3 separate regions of the Pan troglodytes genome follow, and regions 1 and 2 are each linked to region 3. Evidence: chromatin contacts called from public Hi-C and HiChIP or PLAC-seq data. All regions are on one chromosome and are shown on one strand. The core of a region is the stretch at or near the end of the contact, and the rest is flanking DNA. Distances in the headings are between cores, read along the strand shown.

Region 1 (2,948 bases), core at 428-2,927, 210 kb after region 3:
CCGTCTCAAAAAAAAAAAAAAAAAAAAAAAAAAGAGGGGTTAGAAATTTCGCTGAGGCCAGGCACCATGGCTCACGCCTGTAATGTCAGCTCTTTGGGAGGCCCAGGTGGGAGTATCATTTGAGGCCAGGAATTCGAGACCAGCCTGGGCAACATAGTAATACCCTGTCTCTACGAAAACTAAAAAATTAGCCAGGTATGGTGGTATACACCTGTGGTCCCAGCTACTAGGGAGGCAGAAGCAGGAGGATCACTTGAGGCCGGGAGTTCAAGACCACCCTGGGCAACATTGCAAGATCCCCATCTCTACCAAAAAAAAAAAAATTTTTTTAAAGAAATTTAGCCAGGCGTAGTAGTGTGTGTCTGTGGTCCCAGCTACTTGGGAGGCTGAGGCAGGAGCATGGCTTGAGCCCAGGAGTTCCAGGCTGTGGTGAGCTATGATCGCACCACTGCACTCCATCCTGGGCAACAGAGAGAGAGAGAGACCCTGTCTCTAAAAAAAAAGGCGGGGGCAGGTTGGGGGAAAGGGGAATAGTATAACATCTAGGATTTGATTTCAAATAGTCCAGCAAAATACAGCTGGCCCCCACACAATGTCATTTCATTGAATGTCATTTCATTATAACATTGATGATTTTCTAAAAATTGATTTTGGGCTGGGACCACCATCTGTGTGGAGTTTGCATGGTCTCCCCATGTCTGCATGGCATGTTTGAAAATTTTCATAATAATAATCCACTTTTTTTTTTTTTTTGAGACATGGTCTCACTCTGTTGCCCAGGCTGGAGTGCAGTGGCACAATCTTGGCTCACTGCATCCTCAACCTCCTGGGCTCAAGAGATCCTCCTGCCTCACAGCCTCCTGAGTAGCTGGGACTACAGGTATACATCACCACACTCAGTTTTTTGTTTTTTTTTTTTAAGATGGAGTCTCACTCTGTCGCCAGGCTGGAGTGCAGTGGCGTGATCTCGACTCACTGCAACCTCCGCCTCCCAGGTTGAAGTGATTCTCCTGCCTCAGCCTCCCAAGTAGCTGGGACTACAGGTGCCCGCCACCACACCTGGCTAATTTTTGTATTTTAAGTAGAGACGGGGTTTCACCATGTTGGCCAGGATGGTCTCAATCTCTTGACCTCGTGATCCGCCCGCCTCAGCCTCCCAAAGTGCTAATTTTTTAAATTTTTTGTAGAGATGGGGATCTCGTTATATTGCCCAGGCTGGTCACGAACTCCTGGGCTCAAGCGATCCTCCCACCTTGGAGTAGCTGGAATTATAGGTGCACATCACCATGCCCAGCTATTTTTTTTTTTTATTTTTTGTAGAGATGGGGTCTTGCTATTATATTGTCCAAACTGGTCTCAAGCGATCCTCCTTCCTCGACCTCCCAAAGTGCGGAGATTACAGGCATGAGCCACCACCGGGATCCGGCAATAATCCACTTTTAAAAATAAGGAATGGGGGGAATAATGCAGTTGCTGTGAAAACCAAAGGAGAATGACAGTAACAGCCACAGCCGCCCCACAGCAGGGACTGGGAACTTCTGGGTGGGCATGCAGCACACCTCCCGGCCTGTGCCTTCTGTCTCTTCTGTGTGTCTCTAGGCCAATGGCAGCAATTGACTACAAGTAAGGGAATCCCTCGCCTCCCTGCAAGCTCCTCCCCTTTCTCCCCGAGCCCCGCCCTCTGCAGCCCCTCCCTGCAAGAGTGGGGCTAGGGCCCGGCAGGTGTGGGGTTAAGGGAGTCTGTTTGGGGCCCCCAGGAGCAGCAGCCTAAGCAGTGGCTGCAGCAACTGCAACAGCAGCGGCTGTGGCAGGCCTGGCCCCGGGCCAGCTGGCGGGAAGCCCCAGGAGGGAGGGAGGAGGAAGGGGAGGAAGAGGGGAAGGAGGAGGAGGAGGAGGAGAGAAGCAGTCAGCAGGCCCGAGGAGGCAGGACTTCCTGGTGTGGGGGTTGTCAACAGCCCAGAAAGAGAAAGACGGAGAGGCAGAGACCCAGGGGAGCCGAGGAGCGGAGACACGGACCCAGCAGGGTCACGCGGGAGGAGACTCGGGACACCCACTCGCTGGCTGCCACCCGGAGCAGAGGGGGGCTCGGCCGCCCCGTCCCACATCAGTCTCCAGACCCTTGGGGCTTCAGAGGCCGCTCCTAGGCTCCTCGGAGGAGGCGCGGGTTCCTTCTTTTCCGGAGAGCAAACTTTCCTCGGAGATGCCTGGCAGGATGAGCTGCGGCCCCCGGAGAGGACGGGACAGCCTCTGATCGCCGCCTGCGTGCCCCGCCACTGCCCATGGCCAGGAGGCCCCAGGGAACGGACAGCCCGACCTCTTAGGCGCCGGGACCCTCAGGCTCAGATCAGTGGCCGAGACCCCAGAGGTAGGGTTCAGGGCTGGGTGGGGCGCTGGGGGGTAGCCGGGCAGGGCCTGCCCCAGAGATGTGGGAGCTGGGGTGAGGGTGGGGGCTCGAGGCCCAGGAGAGGTCTCTCTGAGTGGCCGGGCCAGGCTGGGGAGCTGCTTCACCCTGGTTCTCCCAGGCCCTGGAGTCCGAGCTCTTGGGACAATACGGGCCCCCTGAGTCAGAATCCCAGGCGAGAAATGCCCAACTCTGGGACTCATCTGCCTCTTTCTACTCTGAGTGCCTTCTTGGATCCAGTCCCCTCTGCCCTGGTCTCTGTCATCTCTTGCCTGTCTCTGGGTCTCTGACGGTTTCCCCTTCCCCCACTCTGCTCCCCGGAGAGGAAGCCCCGGAGGTGGCCTGCCCACTGGTTTCTCTCACACACACACACACACACACTCTCTCTCTCTCTCTCCCTCTTTTTCCAGTTTGCAAACTCAGCTCTGGAGTTCAGCAGCAACAGCAGCAGGAAAAACCTGCCCCTGCTCCCCCCTCCCGCCACCTCCCCTCTCCTCTTCTCCCCTCACCCAGCAGGCACCCCCGGTTCCCGCCAGGCCCTCCTGCC
Region 2 (2,932 bases), core at 276-2,775, 160 kb before region 3:
GCTCTCGCTGGCCATGACTGAGCACAGGTAGAGGAAGCCACAAATGGGTTAGGTGACCTGCAAAGGAGATTATGTTGCATCAAAAGCACCCCCACAGAGCTCGCCCACCCCCAAAGACCACTAATCAAACACCCTGAAGCCTCCCCAAAAGACAGAGCTGCTCTCTACTAAAAATACAAAAATTGGCCAGGCTCGGTGGTTCATGCCTGTAATCCCAGCACTTTGGGAGGACGAGGCAGGCGGATCACCTGAGGTCAGGAGTTCGAGACCACCCTGGTCAACATGGTGAAACCCCGTCTCTACTAAAAATACAAAAATTAGCTGGGCATGGTGGCTCATGCCTGTAGTCCCAGTTACTTGGGAGGCTGAGGCAGGAGAATCCCTTGAACCCAGGAGGCAGAGGTTGCAGTGAGCCGACATCACACCACTGCACTCCAGCCTGGGTGACAGAGTGAGACTCCGTCTCACAAGAAAAAAAAAAAAATTAGCCAAGTGTGAAGGTGCATGCCTGTAATCACAGCTACTTGGGAGGCTGAGACACGAGAATCGCTTGAGTCCTGGAGGCGTAGGGCTGCAGCGAGCCGAGATCATGCCACTGCACTCCAGCCTGGGTGACAGAGCGAGACCCTGTGTCAATTAAAAAAAAAAAGAGAGACAACCGCAAGGAAACAGGAACGCACCCACACCCTGCTTACCGGCAACTCAAAAAAGTCTGTGGGCTGCAAATGGTACCAGCCACTGCCCCACAAAAAAGTGGTACCCCAAACCTGTCAGCAGGGGTTTCAAGGCCCCTCCCGGCTCCTGGGGGCCACCCCTTCCCTTATGTTCCTGAGACTAGGGATGGCACCGGTTCTGGAAAGGGGCAAAGGTTCTCTGACGGCACAGGCTTCTCCAGCCTCTCCTTCCTTAACTAGCAATGCAAGAGGAAGCAAATCTCCCAAAAGGGAAGTAAGTTACGGGCAGGAGAGCCTTCCCCATCCTCTCCTTCGGTGTCCTGAGCTGCCCCTACCAAGCCCCCCAATGCAATCACCGCACCCACAGGCAACAAGAAACTTCCAACTCTTTCAAAACCCCACCCTCCGTCAATCCTCTCCCTCAACCCATCTCAAACCCCCTCCTCCTCGCCTTAGCCTCCCCGATTCCTCCCATCCACACGAGGCACCCCTCCCCACAAACTCTACCAACCCAAACACACCCTAGCGAAACAGAAACACAGACCGGCTCCCACCGAGCGACACAAGGTCCCCGGGTCCTCCTCCTCCCCCAATCCGGGCTCCTGCCCCTTTGCGCCCGTTGGGGTGCAAGGGAGCCAAGATGTCCTTCTCCCCGGCCAGGTGCACCCCACAGCTCGGGGGCCGCGGGGCGCTCACTCACCCACCCGCAGGACGCAGCGCTCGGGGGCGATCCCCGCGAGCCAGGGGGCTCCGCCTCGGGCGGAGAGTACACGGGGGCCGGAAAAGACAGCTGCGGCTACCGGGATGCCAGGCCCGGAGCCTGTCCCCACCCCCACCAGCACGCGCGCGCTATTGGTCCCCGTCCTCGGCCCCGCCCCATGGGCGCGCCCGGAGAAGCCCGACCCTCTCTGCTCTTCCCCAGCCTGCGCTGCTCCAGCTCCACGTGCGCCCGGGGATGCAATGCAGCCCTGCAGACAAGCGTCTCCGGCAGGACGTGGGCCGCGGGTCTCGGAGCCTCCTTCACTTAGGTGCAAACAATCGTCGCCGCAGGGGCCGGACCCCAGTCCGAGCTCCGAGATGCGGTGAGCAGCCACCCCACTAAAGGGGGCGTGTGAGGATGGCGGAAAGCGGCAGGGAGGTGGGCGGGGCTGCAACACCTGGGCCAGGTGCGTCACGGGAAATCCGGCCCACTTCGTTCAGGGACTTCTGGAGTTCTAGTCCTCCAACCTCTCAAAACCCTAGAACCTCCACCGGGTCCCAGCCTCGCCCCTCACCCGCTGCGGGGATCCTCCCTTCGCGCCCGATCCAGCTGCGCTCTTCGCTTCCGCCACCGGAGGGAGCCATTGGCCGCCGATCTGGGCCCAGGGTCGCTTTGCACCTTCTGATGCCCGCTTTCTTGCCTCCCTGCAGTGTTCTCACCTCCAGCAGAAATCCTAGAGCCTATGAACTCTACTGAGAGCTGAGACTCCTTCTTCACTCTTTACAGATCCCATGAACAGCAGTACCGCCTGCCAACGCGTCCTCATATGTAAAATGGGCATAAACTCGAACCTCCCTCCTAAGGCTGTGAGTTCAGTGAGCATTTAATGGGCACTTTAGAACAACGCCTAAAGGTTTGATAAATTATCCCTTGCAAATAGCACTGCATTAAATTAGCCACTCTGTGAGGTAGGTACCGCTATTTCAATTTTTCAGATTAGGAAATTGAAGCTTGGAAAGTTTCAGATACATTTCCTTTTTTTTTTTTTTTTTTTTTTTTTTTTTTTTTTTTTTTTTTTTGATCCAGGAACTATTACGCAGGCTGGAGTGCAGTGGCGCGATCTCGTGTCACTACAACCTCTGCCTTTCCGGCTCAAGCATACTCCTGCCTCAGCCTCCGCAGTGCCTGGAACTACACAGGCACACACCACCATGCCTGGCTAATTTTTAAATATTTTGTAGAGGCCGGGTTTCGCCATGTTGCCCAGGCCTCTCTGGAACTCCTGAACTCAAGCGTGCGCCTGCAGTCCCAGCTACTTAGGAGGCTGAGGCAGGAGGATCGCTTGAACCTGGGAGGCAGAGGTTGCAGTGAGCTGAGATCGCACCACTGCACTCCAGCCAGGGCGACAGAACGAGACTCTGTCTCAAAAAAAAAAAAAAACTTTTTCAGGGTCAGTTAGTTATAAGCACTCCCCTGGCATACCCTGGCCTGTCCGTCACTGAACTCTGCTTCCATAAATCTCAACCTCCACCTTACCCTGTTAGTCTGTGGTTTTGCC
Region 3 (3,051 bases), core at 151-2,650:
AAAGCCTTTCACATTCACTTATTTTAATTCTTACAGCACTCAAGGAAGAGTGTGGAGTTGGGGGTCGGGGGTTGGGTGCAGAGCAGTGTTAACATCCTTCTGTAAGAGAAACGGAGGCTTTTGAGAGGCCAGGCGTGGCGGCTCATGCCTGTCATCCCGGCACCTTGGAAGGAGGATCCATTTGGGTCCAGGAGTTCCCGGCACTTTGGAAGGAGGATCATTTGGGTCCAGGAGTTCAAGACCAGCCTGGGCAACATGGGGGAAACCCTGTCTCTACAAAAAAAAAAAAAAAAAAAAAAGCTGGGCGTGGTGGTGTGCCCTGGTAGTCCTAGCTACTCAGGGCGCTTGAGGCAGGAGGATTGCTTGAGCCCAGGAGGCGCAGGATGCAGTTAACTGTGATCGCGCCACTGCATTCCAGCCTGGGCGACAGAGCAAGACTCTGTCTTGGAAAACAAACAAACAACAAATACAATAAATTTAAAAAATTAGTTGGGTGTGGTGGCACACGGCTGTAGTCCCAGCTACTCAAGAGGCTGTGGCAGGAGGATCCCTTGAGGCCAGGAGTTCAAGACCAGCCTGGGCAATGTTATGAGACACGCCACCCGCCCCAGTCTTTACAGAGAATAAAAAAGTTATCTGGGCGTGATGGTGCACACCTATAGTCCCATCAATTCAGGAGGCTGAGATGGGAGGATCGCTTGAGACACGGGAGTTGGAGGCTACCGTAAGCCGAGATCGGGCTAGTACACTGCAGCTGGGGCAACAGAGTGAGACCCTGCTTCAAAAAAATAAATAAATAGGGGCCGGGCGCGGTGGCTCACGCCTGTAATCCCAGCACTTTGGGAGGGCGAGGCAGGCGGATCACTTGAGTGGTCAGGAGTTCTAGACCAGCCTGGCCAACAAAAATAAGCCAAACGTGGTGGTGTGTGCTTGTAATCTCAGCTACTCGGGAGGCCAAGGCATGAGAATCACTTGAATCCGGGAGGCGGAGGCTGCAGTGAGCCGAGATCGCGCCACTGCACTGCAACCTGGGGGACAGAGCAACACTCTGTCTCAATAATTAAATAAATAATTTAAAAAATAAAATAAAGAGGCTCCTGAGAGTCAACTTATCTGCCTGAGCCACTTATTTCACACATCCCAGGACGCCTGATGAAGGGTTCTGGATTTTATTGTCTCCTGTCATCCAGGCGGGCTTCCTGGAGGAAACCCGACCGCCAAGGAGGCCGCGGCCTCGGTCCCAAAGGTCGCGCGTCGCGGGGCCGGGGGAGGTTAGGGGAGAGGAGGCCGCTCTGGGGCCGACCCCGCCCGCAGCTGGGGGCCCCCGTCACGTGACCAGCCGGGCGCCCAGGTCACGTGTCGGGGCGGGGAGGGGGGGCTGTCGGGGGCGACGGGCGTCCGGGCAGTGGCGCGCGGGGCACGCGAGCAGCGCACGAGGAGAGGTGGCGCGGGCCGGAGCCGCGGAGGGAGGCGGCGGCGGCGGCGGCGGCGGCGGCGGTGGAAGGGGCGGCCCCGCGGCCCCGCGTCCGCGTCACGTGGTGCGAGGCGGGCAGCCATCTTGCTACAAACACAAACACAGAGGAGCGGCCGCCGCGGGAGCGCCAGCGCCCCCTCCCCCGCTGCAGCCGCCGTCCCCGGCCCCCGCCCGCCGCGCGCCGCCCACGCCCCGGGACCGGACCCTCGCGCCGCCCGCGGTAAGCGCCCAGTGGCCCCGCGGCCCCCGGCCCGCAGCCCAGCCCCGGGGCAGGCCCGCCCCCGACGCCGCGGCGGCCGCGCCGAGCCCGCGAGCTAGAGAAGCGCCGGAGCTAGCGCGCGGGCCGCCAGCGAGGACCCTCCCCCGTCTCCTCCCCGAGGCCGCCGCAGCCCGGTGCGTCCGCCCGCTCTCCCGCCCGCTCCGGCCCATCCCCGCCGCCGGGACCCTCCCCCAGAGCCGGCCAGCCTCGGGGAGGCCCCGGGAGGCCGGCGCCCGGCTTAGGGGGCGACCGCTCGCCCCCCTCGCACCTGGCGCCCCTCCCTGAAGGGCACGCCGTCCTCCCGGGCCGGCGCGCTGCCTTCCACCCCCGCGCTCCTAACGGTCGCCCCCGGGCCCCTGCCAAGCCCTGCCCTGGGCCGCCTGGGGGCCCCCGACCCTAGCGTCCTAGGGTGGCCGGGCCCCGCGCTTCCCGGAGTTCTCCCCAGCGCGCCTTTGGGTTCCCCTCGGAACGAGCTGGGCCTTGCGGTTCCCCAAGTCCAAGCGTTCCACGACTTTGGCCAACATGGAAGCCTTGCCCTCCACCCAGGCACCTCGCCTGGGTCCTCCTCGCCTGGGTCCTCCTCACCTCTGTTTCCTTTCGCTCCGGCGATCTTAGTGCTGGGTCATTGGGGTCTCCTTCTTCCCAGTTGCTCGGCCGCGGGAAACACCTTCCTTAGCAGAGACTGCTTGTCCTCCCCGTCCCAGGCCAGGCCCTTCTCAGCTCATGCCCCTCCGTGCAGCAGCTCCCTGGCCACAGCTCTCACACTTTGCCTTAAAAAAAAAAAAAAAAAAAAAAAAAAAAAAATTCCGAGTAACTTTTTAAAAGCCCCTCGTCTCTCTTCTCTGTTATACAGTCATTACTCGCATTCCCGGTCAGACTCCAGGTCTGTTGCATCCTAGTGCTAGGAACTAGGAGATGCTACATAAAGACTTGTTAGCTGGATTGGATTTTTTTTTTCCAGCCACCCAAGCCTTACTTCCCTCCTGCCTCTCAAAGTGTCGTTCTGGAAGATCGTCAGCTTTCCCACCCTCTTGTGCACTGCCCCTTCGAGTCTATATAGCAGTTTCAATTTAGAACCCCGCCAACCCCTCGCCTTTGGCATGGAAACACCATCGGTGGTACCAGTAAGGGTCTCTCCTTTGCTGCCGACATGGGGGATTTGGGGTTCTTTCTCCTTCCCATCTTTCCTGTGCCCTTTGCAGACCTAGGCTAGCCACCCTCCACCAGGCTAGCCAGCTCCAATCTGATTTTCTTAGATTGTAGGTCTTGGTCCCCCAGCGGTCTGTCGTGCCATTGGGAAGGATTTGAGGGTAGACCT

The links. A called contact is a pair of places that touch in the nucleus more often than the background predicts. HiChIP or PLAC-seq counts read pairs in DNA pulled down with a chosen protein or histone mark.
Region 1: a contact with region 3 is called in a Hi-C map of stem cell-derived neural progenitor cells, with 3 times the contacts expected there. The contact joins the promoter of TSC22D4 here to the promoter of GIGYF1 in region 3. A contact is called at or near these places in 2 of 7 Hi-C or Micro-C datasets (blood and stem cell-derived neural progenitor cells) and 1 of 1 datasets of contacts at active chromatin or transcription factors (stem cell-derived excitatory neurons).
Region 2: a contact with region 3 is called in an H3K4me3 HiChIP or PLAC-seq map of stem cell-derived excitatory neurons, with 8 times the contacts expected there. The contact joins the promoter of SLC12A9 here to the promoter of GIGYF1 in region 3. A contact is called at or near these places in 2 of 7 Hi-C or Micro-C datasets (blood and stem cell-derived neural progenitor cells) and 1 of 1 datasets of contacts at active chromatin or transcription factors (stem cell-derived excitatory neurons).

The regions. Positions count from the first base shown.
Region 1 is chr6:109,942,479-109,945,426 of NHGRI_mPanTro3-v2.0_pri, reverse strand. TSC22D4 (TSC22 domain family member 4) reads left to right here and starts at 1,677. Exons shown (of 5, transcript XM_519260.9): 1 at 1,677-2,365; 2 at 2,812-2,948.
Region 2 is chr6:110,312,741-110,315,672 of NHGRI_mPanTro3-v2.0_pri, reverse strand. SLC12A9 (solute carrier family 12 member 9) reads right to left here and starts at 1,525. Exons shown (of 12, transcript XM_063814888.1): 1 at 1,379-1,525; 2 at 1-57. The coding sequence starts at 15.
Region 3 is chr6:110,155,658-110,158,708 of NHGRI_mPanTro3-v2.0_pri, reverse strand. GIGYF1 (GRB10 interacting GYF protein 1) reads left to right here and starts at 1,400. Exons shown (of 25, transcript XM_063815478.1): 1 at 1,400-1,694.